Linked DNA regions of Mus musculus: region 1 is linked to region 2. A link is a contact called in public Hi-C data. All regions are on one chromosome and are shown on one strand. Each heading gives the region's core, a stretch centred on a gene start, on an enhancer-like site or on the middle of the called end of the contact. The rest is flanking DNA. Distances are from core to core; before and after follow the strand shown. Region 1 overlaps D030068K23Rik (RIKEN cDNA D030068K23 gene). Region 2 has its middle 110 kb from the start of Gm39242.

Region 1 (6,335 bases), core at 771-3,270, 1.2 Mb before region 2:
CATGTTTTAGCAGATATGGAAATGGGAAAGGAGAAGAGGATGTTTATGGGCAATTATTAAATAGTGCAGAAAAAAAACAGAGTCTTTATTACAGTGGTAAGGGAGAGAGGAACGGAGAGAAATTTCTTTCCACAGATTTGCCTTTGTGATCTGGAAGGTGCTGTTCCCCTGCTTACACTCTGTTACCCTGGCAACACACTCCTGTAAAATAAAGATTATTAAAGCGCATATGATTATTTTGCTGCTGAGTGAATAAGACAAGCCGCTTCTGAAATGCCTTATCAGAGAAATTCAATTTTAGACCAAATTGTGTTTTTGCCTCCTTCTGGTTCTCCCTCCCCCCGCCCCCCACTTCAAATAAAACCATCATCCCCGCAGTTACCACGCGACAGTTACCACACGACACTTTGTTACTTATTCACACCCTCGGTATTTCCAGCTTTCTTTTAATTTCAGGAAAGCCTCACCCCCATTTTCATTATTGTCCTCCCCCCGCCCTCAAGCGGACTACCACTGTTTGCAAATCAGAATTGGAAAGTAATGTGGCTAGGCTTTGATTTGATTATTTAGGACTTGTAAAAAATATCGGGTTCTGTACCACACATAAATGCTTATATTATACACCCAATAAGCAATATTTCACTGAAGAACGGCGTAGAAAGTGAAGATGAGGCATGTGGTGGTCCTTTAAAGGTTGCAGATGCAACTGCTCCAGTCACCCACAACAGCCAGGCTTAGTGTCCTGGGCTCAGTGTCCTAGTGACGGCGTCCTAAGGTGTGCAGTTACTGCAAAGACGGGCAGCTTCACAGCTGCAATGGCTGCCCGGTGTACCTTTGTTGTCTGTTACCTCTGTATTTGCTATTCAGTCAGTGATGATGACAGAGAGTTATGAGGAGGGCAGAGATTATTCAACAGACTCCATAGGCTCTTTTAATATTCTCCTGATGAGATAGTAACATCAACTTTGCTAGAGCTGCCATGTGATTTTTTTTTTTCCTAGAAGCTGTACCTTTGAGTCTCTTCAGGGTCCAAGTGTAAGTCAGTAGTGATAGAAAAAAAAATAAGAAAAGGGGAAAAGGAAAGAAAGAGAGGAGGAAGGGAGGGGGAGGAAAGGAAGAGAGAGAGAGAGAGAGAGAGAGAGAGAGAGAGAGAGAGAGAGAGAAATTGGTACCTGTAAGCTTGTATCATTTCCATACAGTATGAAAAAAAAAAAAAAGAAACCATTTAAAAATGTTAAATATAACAATTAAATCAGCATGGAAGGAGAGGTGGGAATGATGGAGTCTGTTCAGAAAAAAAAAAAAAAAAGACTCCAGTTGAGGCTGTACAGAGTAGATCCATAGCCTGTCTGTGAAACCTGCTGAGAGACATGGGTGCACAGAAACAGCACCAGGCGACCTGTATCCTACACGGCCAGGCAGTGGGCAGCTGAGATGGATGTCACTGCCTTCACCAGGACTGTTCATGGGACACGTCCTTACTGCTAGAAGGCACTGGCATGTAACGGGATACTGCCGTGTCTCACCACATACATGCACACACACATCCTTGCAAAAACACGTGCAGCAGCGTCTGGTGTTGATATTCTAGTCCCACGTAATTGCTTTCCTTTATTTTGTTGACATTCATTTTCAAGCCTGACTCAGAACCACCACTAGGAAAGTAAGCAGGTAGGGCCTTGGTTGTCAATTTATTTATTTTTTTTTATTTCACTAACTGCAAATCTGTGCTTGTTTGCAAGAAACTTACGGCATTTGGTACTTAGCAGTGCTAGAAATCCCAAGAACAAGTAGGATGTTGTATCAGTTTCTTTGATGAAGCAAACCATACATCCTATTATTCACTGTATGTGGGTGAGCTACCACCACCAGGAAGCTCACTCCTGGCTGTAATTCACTCCCAGCACTGCCCAGAAGGTGTCACCACAGCCTCATTGGCTTCAAGGATTTGGGGACAAGTGGGGAGTAGGAGGCAAAGGGAGAAAAACAGACACAAAGAAGGGGAAAAAAAGTGTTCACGCAGACAAAGGAAAACAAGACAATGTGCCAGGCAATAAAACTCCCAGAGAAACCCAGACATTCGCCCAACCTAACAGTGTGACTTGCCCAGAGGAGAGTGGCCCTCCGTTTGTTGGTGAAGGCAGGAAGTGGGAGAATGGAGGCAGAGGCTGATCCACGCAGGCATTTTGTGGAGAGTAAACAACACGTGGTGAACACTAAGCCTGGTCCAAGATGCCCATCTAACCTGCTCACCTGGCTTTCACCTGTGGTGGTGGTTCGGTGCTGGACCATACAAAGGGGACCTAACAGCTGCGAAGCCATGCTAGGAAGAGTCAGACGACATAGAACACAGTCTTTTTTTTTTTTTTTTACTGCGGAAGCCACACAAATTAACTCCAAATTACTGCTACAGTCAGACAAGGAGAAGCTTCGAGGCACAGAACTTGTTGCTGTAGTTCATCTTGCTTGAGGTGGTGGCTTCACTCATCTACTAGTTGCTAAAAGCCACCCCGTTTACAGCACGACAGCTTTTAATCTCTGCTCTCTCCCCCAGCAGCCCCCCCCCCACCGTAGTTTAATTAAAAGACAATGAACCTTTTAAAGTAGTCAGACGGAAAATATAAAATTGCCCTGTTCTATCAAAGCTTAAGACATTCTCGTTCTCAGAACATGAGAGGAATTCAAAGTAGCTCACTTGGTGGTTTATTACGCCATGGTCCCTCTGTGCCATTCTTTATCAGGGCTCTTGGAATAGCTATTTGAAACCAGAAAGGCGGGTCAACCTCAGACTGATAAATAGTCAAAATTACAAACAAGCAAGCAAGTAAAAACAGCCGCATGCGATCAACATGGTGTAGTCTCTAGGTCATTGTGTGTGATATTTATTTCTAGAATGTCACTATACATCGAAATTGCCCCTATGTGTTAACTTACAGGAGTCTAAAATAGGTAGCCTTTCTGACTTAATATATTCTCAGTTTAAGAGTACAGGAGCTATAAGAAGATTTAAAAATAGTAAATGTTATTGGATGATAGGTGGGTATGGATACTTAGCCTTCTTCTAACTCCACAGCCTAAATCTATTAATTTTGGCAAAGGGCACCGAGACACATCCGTGTGATTTGAAATGTTTCATGGGAGTCTTTAAGCATGAAGATCCCGTCTAATCTTTCCAGACATTAAGATGCTTCATCCCGAAGACCCCTTCATAGCAAATTGTAAGCTGTTCTGTTTTATGCGCTCTGACAGGATGAAGGGCTGAGCTGGCCCTAGAGGGATAGGAGACGGACAGAGTCTGAGGAGTTCAAACTTGAGATTTCCAATAAAGCACCTCCTACAATTAGAAGACAGCTATGGCAGCGTATTATTAGATAGTTGCAGGGCACGAAGAACTACTTTCTTCTTCTCACCTTAACACGGCCCTAAAATGCCCGCCGGAATCCGGCTTCGGCAGTCCGTCCTCCCAGATGAGCACCCAGGTTCTTACGGTCGGTCACCTACTTGAGTGCTGCACGGCACACCTCATTCCTGTTCTCTGCTACCTTCATCCTTGATTTCTTACAGATTCAAATCTGCTTGGTACTCCTCCCCAGCCATCCTTACCCAGCATCCTTGAGTTCAAGTTTCTCGAATGGGTTAAAGACTTCTACTTTTTCTCTTTCTTTTGGGTCTACCAATCTCCAAAAAGGAAATTCTTACTGAATAAGAATTGTTGTTTTCAGATGTCTATTATGAAAATCCTACTTCCAAAGTGTTAGAGGATGCCAAACCATCAATTAATGTAATGTCAACACTTATTTTCCTGGAATGAGGCTTGTGTTCTATTCTTTGAATCATAAAATAGATTTCCCTTTAGAACATACAATTATAATAGTATATTTTACTTTTTTATGTATTTATTTATTTATTTGGTTTTTTGAGACAGGGTTTCTCTGTATAGCTTTGGCTGTCCTGGAATTCACTTTGTAGACCAGGCTGGCCTCGAACTCAGAAATCTGCCTGTCTCTGCCTCCCGAGTGCTGGGATTAAAGGCGTGTGCCATCACGCCCGGCATATTTTACTTTTTTAAAGTCCCTGAGAACTAGTTCTCGTGGTATCAGAAGGCTCCACACAGGCTTCCAAGCAACTGATAGCCCTACCCTGCTCTATGGCTCCAAACTAAAACAATGACCGCCATGGCACAATTTGCAATAGGGGCACACACAACTTGGTGATAACCAACAGCTGTCAAATTGGACTTAAGATCCTCTCAACATGAAGAAACCCACGCCTGGTACTGGAGACCTAGCCAGCTCCCCAAGGCTGATAAAGTCACTAATCTGCGAGGAGAACCTAAAACCCACCACTTAAATATAGCCACATATATAAGCCATATAAATATATGGCCAAGGATATAACTCAGAGGATATAAATCAGCATAATCAATAACTACATCCTAAATCTCTATCCTTTTATGCATATCTTAGTCTCATCTCTCATCAAAGAAGCATTTCCTTGCAACAGTCAGACATGACTGCAGAAAGTCACAACTACATAAAATGCAGAGAGCAAGTGAGCACGGGCTGCCCAGTCCCAACCCATCCATCTACACCAGCAAAGATGAGAGGAAAGATGGCTCCTGATCAAGATGAACCAGGAAAGATGAGAGAAAAGGTAGTCATGAGCCAGATTACCATAAGTTTGCTGTGAGATTTTACTATTAGGAATACCAGAGAAGATAAACCCAGGAAATCTCATCAGCACGGATACCTAAACAAACTCTGAACAAGGACAACGTCGATAGACACGACCAAGAGAAGGAGAAATCTCATTAGGCCTCAGTCTAGTCAAAGGACTGCAGTTAACTAAGGGATGATGAGAACTGGAGAAACCACAGATCAGTGATCCAACACTGTGTGGCCATCTCTGAAATCATGTACGTACAAGTAACACTATGGGGACTGAGCAGGTTGTATTTGTATATTTAGGGATGTATAGGCATATATATGTATATGTATGTGTATGTATATGATGTATATGTATATATACACATAAACACACATAGAGAGCATGTATTTGAGAGAGAACAAGAGGGGTATAAGGGAATGGTTGGAGCAAGGAAAGACAAGGGGAATGATGTAATTATATTTTAAGTTAAAAAATAATTCAATAAAAAGTTCTCCAAGCTGTATAATTTTAAATATAAGCCTGTGAAAATAACCTTATAGAATTAAAGTAATGAAATGAAAACATGGTAAATAAATGTCAATAAACCATAGAATTTACCAGGGAGAATTCTACCACATTAGGGAATGTTCTTGAAATATATTCTGAAAACTTACACTACAATAAGCAATAGCTGGAGCTCTGAAGTGATAGCAAGACCATTTAGTCTCTTCTATAATTTCTTATTATTCACTACTTTAAATACTGTTAAAATTATACTAGTTTCTTGAATTGGGTAAGAAAATCAAATCAGACGGCCACTGGTAATGGTTACTGTACTCTATAGATTTAGAATCATCTAGGAGACACACTTAGTGTGTCAGTAAGAGGGGTCCCGTGGAGCTCTAACTGAGAATCACCTCCGGATGCAGACAGTACTATCCCAGGGGCTCACATCCTAGACTGCATACAAAGGGAAATGTGAACAGAGCACCATTCTCCAGTTCTCTCGGCTTCCGGCTTCCTGCTTTCGGGCTATGGATGCAGTGTGACCAGCTGCCTCACACTCCTGCTGCCATTCCGTGTGCACCATCACATCCTGTACTCTGAAACCGTGAGCCAAAACAAACTCGTCCTTCGTCCTTCGCTGAGCTGCTTTTATCTGACTGACATTACAGGCATACATGCTTCAGAAACAGAAACACACAACACCGTGCAGGTCTGAGCTGCTACAGGCTGAACTCTAGAGGAAACCAGTAGTTAGGTTCTGGTGTAGTGAGAAAGATTAAATGGATTTCACAGACATGGAGACGTGGTGGGGAGCACTGTAGTTTGATGTTGGGACCTGGGGTAGGCTCCTTAGTTAAAGGATATGGCCAAGGTTGATTGTACCAACGCCTTCATATTACTCTGTGCTGAACACCCAAATGCTAGCCCAAGACCTGCAGTTTTACTGAAGGAAGCCAGACACAGGCCACTGAAAGACTATCATAGCAAGGAACGAACCGCATTCCAAAGATCCCATGAATGGGATACTAACAAAGGTATTCAAAACAATCAACAAACCAACTGTCAGAAAATTAATGCAATCCACACAAAATTGGTTTTATTGAAACCATCTGGCAACGACATTTAGGTCTTGAGGAGTAGATTTTAAAAACTTAAATATGTTAAATGAGTTCATCAAGATA
Region 2 (5,987 bases), core at 1,054-3,553:
TTTATTGGCATAGAGGACTAAGGCAGGGAGAAAGCAGGACGCTGTGGAGGCCACAGGCTACCTGGGGAATGAAAGGATAAGGATACCGGTGTGGAGGCAGAAGGACCAGGACTCCAGAACTTTGCCCTCACACTGCATGTATTTAGCAGGTGGCGGGTATAAGAAGGGGACCTGATACGCTTTGCTACTAATAGTGTCTGTGTGTGGCATTCACTGGGATCTGGTCTATAATAAACACAACCAGGTAAGAGAAGAGAGATGTCAGAAGCCCAGCTCGCCGCCGACAAAACGATGGACTTGGGAGACAGGAAACGCAGATCTGATCACAGCACCCGAGAGAAGGGAAACCCCGGGGATGCCTGCAACTTAAGAAACCTGAGGTTGGGCTGCACGGCAAGCAGCTATCATCAACAAGCCCCAGTCATGGCGGGCTTTACTTTAAACACGACAGAAAGGAGGCAAACGCATCCTCCGCTGTGTTGTCTGAACATGTTTAAGACACCCATCTGCCTCCCGCGGGCCCGGGGGTCAGGTGGCTCTCACATCCATGTTGTTCCCGGCACCCTCTGCCCTTCTTAGCATAACTTCTGAGAAGGGTCTCCATGAACTTGACCCTGCTGCTTCGCGCTGACGATTCTCCTTCTTTCTGCCTGCCAACTCCGCCCCCATCCCAGCGTCCGGGCTTGTTTTCCATCTGTGTATTATTCTTTGTGAATAAAATTATCCAATTAGGAAATCCATTTAAAGCCCTTAACAATAACAAGGGAGGGGGGAAAAACAACTAATGGAGTTGCTTTGGATTTTCTTTTTCAATAAATTAATGTTAGTGACGTCTGTGAATTCCTAAGTGCCCCTTCATACCATCCGGGCTATTGCAACAAGGACAATTAGTTCCAAGTTGCTATACCGATTTTCTATACCTTAGGAAATCCCAAGGAGCAGGATACTAGAAGGAGTCAAAGAAAACTTGCTGGCTCACAGGATGAATTTGACCAAAAATAAAGCTCCAACTCTAAAAAAAAAAAAAAAATCTTTGGAGTTTATATGTATATTCTTCTTCATTTCCTTTTTAATTATACACACATTTTTAAGGGGAGAGGAGAGAGCCTCCCCCTTCCTCCCATTTGCAACTGCTGTATGCACATTTTCAGGTGTTGCGTATAAAACAGGCTAAAGGAGGACGGTAAATGTCCCGATTTCTGCTGCTTCTCACACTGGGTTGGCTGGGGATTTGCTTTGTTCGCAATCAGCCTAGTTTGGTTTTGTTATTAAAGAGAGATAACGCTGTACGCCTGAGATGAAATTGCATTTTCCTTACTGTCAATGGTGAAAACCTTGGCCACCCTACCGATATAGTGAAAGATTCTCTCTCTCTCTCTCTCTCTCTCTCTCTCTCTCTCTCTCTCTCTCCTGCCTCTGTCTCTGTCTTTCTCTTCTCATAATAAAAATGTTTTAAATCTCCTTTCCCCTCCTGTTTTTTCTTTTCTCTCTCTTTCTTTCTTTCTTTCTTTCTTTCTTTCTTTCTTTCTTTCTTTCTTTCTTTTTTTTTTCTTTTCTGCTTACTCAAAACCAGAACTGAAGCCCCATGAAAAGGCCTTGTAATCCAGCCTTCTGTGTGATATCACAAATTAGTCATCTTCTCTTTCCTGGAGGTTGCACCGTCCTCTTTTTTTTTTTTTTTTTTTTAAATAAAAGCGGAGGCTAGAGTGGTGTTAGATTTTGACAGTGAAGGGTTTGCACTGATGGACCAAATAATCATGTGCACTGGGCGGGGGGGGGGGGGGGGCTGGGGGTGCAGATCTGGCACTGACCACTTAAAATTCAAATTTCACACTAACGATAAGTGTAATCATCTCAATCAGCACCATCACCATCATCATCATCACAATAAAAAGATGCATTCCGCGAGCCGGTGACATCAATCAACCACGGTGCAGATCAGAAGCAGTTCTCCCCTCTTGCTGGCTCACCCTGGCTGTCTGACACTAGCTTCCCCCTCCCCACCTCGCTGTCCTCCCCACCACCACCCCCACCTCACCCCCAGCTTGGGAGAAGTGATCACATTTAATTCATTACATCATTATGTCATCTCCATACTAATCTGTGCCCTCATACCTCCGCCACTTTGACATGCAAATGAGCTAGGGAAAAAAGCCACACATTAATATAAAAAAGTCACAGCAATCTTGTCATGATTTCCTCCCTCCCAGCCCCACAACACACTCCCTCCAATCTCCACCTCCCCCCCCCCCCACCCCATCTCTCTTTCCAGCACGCTGTGCTCGCGATCAGAGGAAACAACAGCAATCTGTTGAAGATCAGACGCTGAGACAGGGAGGTGGGGGGGAAGATACAACACATACACGTGTCGGCAACGCGGCCAGGAGTCCTATTTACATATTCACATGAGTTCCATTCTCAGACTGCTTAAGCGGGGAAGAAGTTAGGTGGCTCCCCCCACCCCAGCCACCCTCCCAGATCCAAAGAGAGACAAGCTACTGAGAGAAGAACACACGAATACATAGGGAAAGGGGAGGGGGGGCGCTTAGGAAGAGGGAGGGAGAAGGCAGAGAGGGAGACACACCAGCAAGAGACAGAGAGAGGGAAGAAAAGAAAAAAGAAAAGAAAGACTTTCACATCTACCTTACCTCAGCTAGCCTGCTTTCTGTAGCTCGCAAAGGGGGTTCCCTGTGGCTCCTTTACAATTTTTGAGACCCATCCTTCAGGCTCTCTCTCTCTCTCTCTCTCTCTCTCTCTCTCTCTCTCTCTCTCTCTCTCTCTCTCTCTCTCTTCCTCCTCCTCCTCCTCTCTCTGTGTTGTGACTGGGTTTAAAAAAATAAAAAATAAAAAAGACAACTCCATGTTAGGCTCCAGTCAAGGAGGCATCTTGAAGTCCAGGGCTACTGGGGGGCGGGAAGAGAGGAGGAGGGTCATAGCTTAATGCCTTACAAAGGAGAACCTGGGCTCTGTGCTTTAAAACATCTCTCTCGCATACGGTGACTGACAAAGGCAAAAACATATAGGGACTCCATGTGTACTTGGAGACATCTGTACATTTCCCACTAGTCTCCCGGATGCCAGGAATATTCAGATTGGGAGACAAACACATGCAAGACAATTAGGAGTCCCTTCAGGAAACCCCATGGCAGATCCACTTGGCTTGCTGATTGCAGAGGGAGCCAGGCAGCCAGGGGCTTTATTTGCTGAATCACATTTGTGGTAATACCTGGGTAATAATAACAGACAGGCTGGAGATGGGGGCTTCAGCCGCCGCCGTGATTTTCCCAGCTTTGATCAGTTTTCAGCGGTACATTTCTGGTAATGAAAACGTGTGAACATGTCCGCAGATTTTTTTCCCAAGTTCTCTCTCTCTCTCTCTCTCTCTCTCTCTCTCTCTCTCTCTCTCTCTCTCTCTCAATAACTAAAAAGAAATGAGAGAAGTGGGGGGGGGTTGAGGAGAGAGGGGGAAAGGAGAGGGGGGAGAGAGAGATTGCAATTTAATATATATCTACGCACTAATAATAAAAGCCCTTTCTCTATATATTCTTTATGAAGAGCAAGATTGGTATGATCTGAAAACAGAGGACCAAGGCAGACGCATCTGATTTTCTAGTGGCCCACTGTATAGCATTACCCTAATTGACTTTATTAGCTCTGGTGAGATGCTACCGTCCCTCCAAAGAACCTGCCTTGGAGGACAGCGACACACAGCACTGAGGAACGGAAGCTGATTCCAGGAAATTAAGTACTGCTCTATTCAAGTGAAAGGAATAAAAAATTTTCAAAACATTTGAATGGTGGGGGAGTTGAGTCCTATCTCTCAACCAGTTCATTTCAACCGGGGTGGGGGGGGCGGGGGGCAGGGAGACATCAGCTGTCCGAGGAACCTTTAACAGGATTGTGATTCTGAAAACTGGCTTGGGGGTGGTGGTGGGAGGGGGTGTTTGAAAACTGGTTTGCTGCATCAGTCAAAAACTTAAACGCCATAGACAGTGTTAAGCTGGAGCAGGGAAGCAGGGGGCAAATACTACCTTGGTGAATGTGTAAGTCCTGTGCAAATGTACATTCACCAACTAATGTGAGCATTATAAAAATGGGATAATTCTAGAGTAATGTCAATATAGGGATATATGTGTGTGTGTGTATATATGCATATACATATACACACACATATATGTATGTGTGTGTGTATATATATATATATAAAGAGAGAGAGAGAGAGAGGTCAGACACAAGGACCCAAAGGCAAGTCATTATATAAATGACCACACATGTCACATACAGGAGATTAGCTTTATATATCTACAACTGACAGGATGGAAGGAAGAGGAAGGGAACAAGAAGGAAGTATGTATGTGTATATATATGTGCATGCATGAATGCATGTGTATGTATGTATATGTATGTATTTTTGTGTATGTACATTAAAAAGATGTTATCTTTTATAGTAATAAAGAATTTGGGAGTGAGTAGTTGGGCGTAGGTGACAAAAATGTTAAATACGAATTGTTTCTTTATCTGAAACAGAGCTCTTGGTAGACACACATGAGAAAGGAATTAATGTCTCTGCGTCTCACAGAAACCAGGAAAAGAGACTTTTTTTTAATGTTCCCATCCAGAATTTGAAGAGGAAAGAAGGTAATTTTAAGGCCCTGACCCCAGTATTTGGGCTAGAGCTCTGCTCTAAACTGATGAAAAATATCTATGACAAGACTCATCACCAGGCCTCTGAAAATAAAAAGAAAGAGAAACTAGCCACAGCATTAGAGCCAGGAACGTTATATTTCAATATTATCATATGAATTAAATGTAATCCTTGAAGCGACCAGTCCCTGGGGTCACATATTAGGCCTCCCCTCACAGCCCCCCACCTCCCCCTTTTTTTTATTTAATAGAGGTCACCCAGGCTGAAAAGCAAAAGCCAAATGAAAAGCATCTTCAATGTGCTTATAACACGAGCGGCGAGGGGTCAGACAGCGTCTTGTATGGCCTCATAAAAAATACATAACCAGACAGCCTAATAGTATTTCTTTGCATTCATTTTTGGATGGAGAATGGGGGCTGGGGGCTTGGGGGGGGGAGGTGAGGCGTAAAGCTAGGATGGAGGAAAAATCAAAGGCGGCACAGACATGCTGGTGGAGAAAAAAGAGGGTAGTTAGCTAACCTTTTTCTTCTGTGAAAATCTGAGAATCACGAGGCTGGGTGTGATTGATTTACACTATCCTATGGATTTATAACATTCTAAAATGGGATTGATCTTAATTTTTGAAGACAGTAAAAGGTGTAGGCGTGTATATCTATATTCTGTCTTATTTCCTGTGGCTGGTCATATTAATTGGAAGCTGAAATACAATGCTGGATCCTATATCCCCAGCCTCCCTCTCTCTCTCTCTCTCTCTCTCTCCCTCTCTCTCTCTCTCTCTCTCTCTCTCTCTCTCTCTCGTGTGTGTGTGTGTGTGTGTGTGTGTGCACGCGCGCGCACACGCCCGCGCGTTCACATGTGTGTATCAGCAGAGTAAATATTCATTTAGCTATATATTTATGAACACTTACTCAGGGGTGACTTCTACAAATGAAACAAATAAGGAGGGCTGGGCCCTGGCTAGGATTCCTGTTTTAACAGCACCATGCAAAGACAGATAAACTACCAAGGGGAAAAGAATGAGCAGTTATGGGGAAGGGAAGAATAGGGCTGGGACTCAGAGCAAGAATAGCTCATTGGAATAGTGAAGAAAAAAAAATAGCTGTAAACGCTAAGAAGATGAGAGGGGCCTGAAGCATATTCCTTCCCCTCCCCCTCACTTCTTTCTTCCCAAATACAGTCCAGACATGAGTGGTCCTGCTGAGGGGAGAGGGCGGCAGAGAGGTGACCTGTGCTAGCCAGTCTGTTAGAGCTAATAAGGTGCCCTCCTAAGCCACTCCATGGACATTAGAGCCTCGTGGAGAACACTCTCTTTGTTATTGCCCCATCCCCAGCTGGAGATTTA

What was found. Hi-C and Micro-C count contacts between places; a contact is called where the count stands out from the background.
Region 1: a contact with region 2 is called in a Hi-C map of the N1E-115 cell line, with 7 times the contacts expected there. The contact joins two enhancer-like sites. A contact is called at or near these places in 15 of 484 Hi-C or Micro-C datasets (3T3-L1-derived adipocytes, the N1E-115 cell line, adipose-derived mesenchymal stem cells and 9 more).

The regions. Positions count from the first base shown.
Region 1 is chr8:109,181,671-109,188,005 of GRCm38.p6, reverse strand. The region is part of intron 5 of D030068K23Rik (RIKEN cDNA D030068K23 gene); the gene reads right to left. The region is part of intron 1 of 4922502B01Rik (RIKEN cDNA 4922502B01 gene); the gene reads left to right. Among named protein-coding and RNA genes, the nearest start is that of 4922502B01Rik, 65 kb to the left of the region's middle. Within about 2 kb of position 2,020, at least 48 of the 459 cell types and tissues checked have an H3K27ac peak or open chromatin away from gene starts, as enhancers often do. A contact at or near this core is called in the N1E-115 cell line, where this site is marked.
Region 2 is chr8:107,939,362-107,945,348 of GRCm38.p6, reverse strand. No RefSeq gene overlaps it. Among named protein-coding and RNA genes, the nearest start is that of Gm39242, 110 kb to the right of the region's middle. Within about 2 kb of position 2,303, at least 25 of the 459 cell types and tissues checked have an H3K27ac peak or open chromatin away from gene starts, as enhancers often do. A contact at or near this core is called in the N1E-115 cell line, where this site is marked.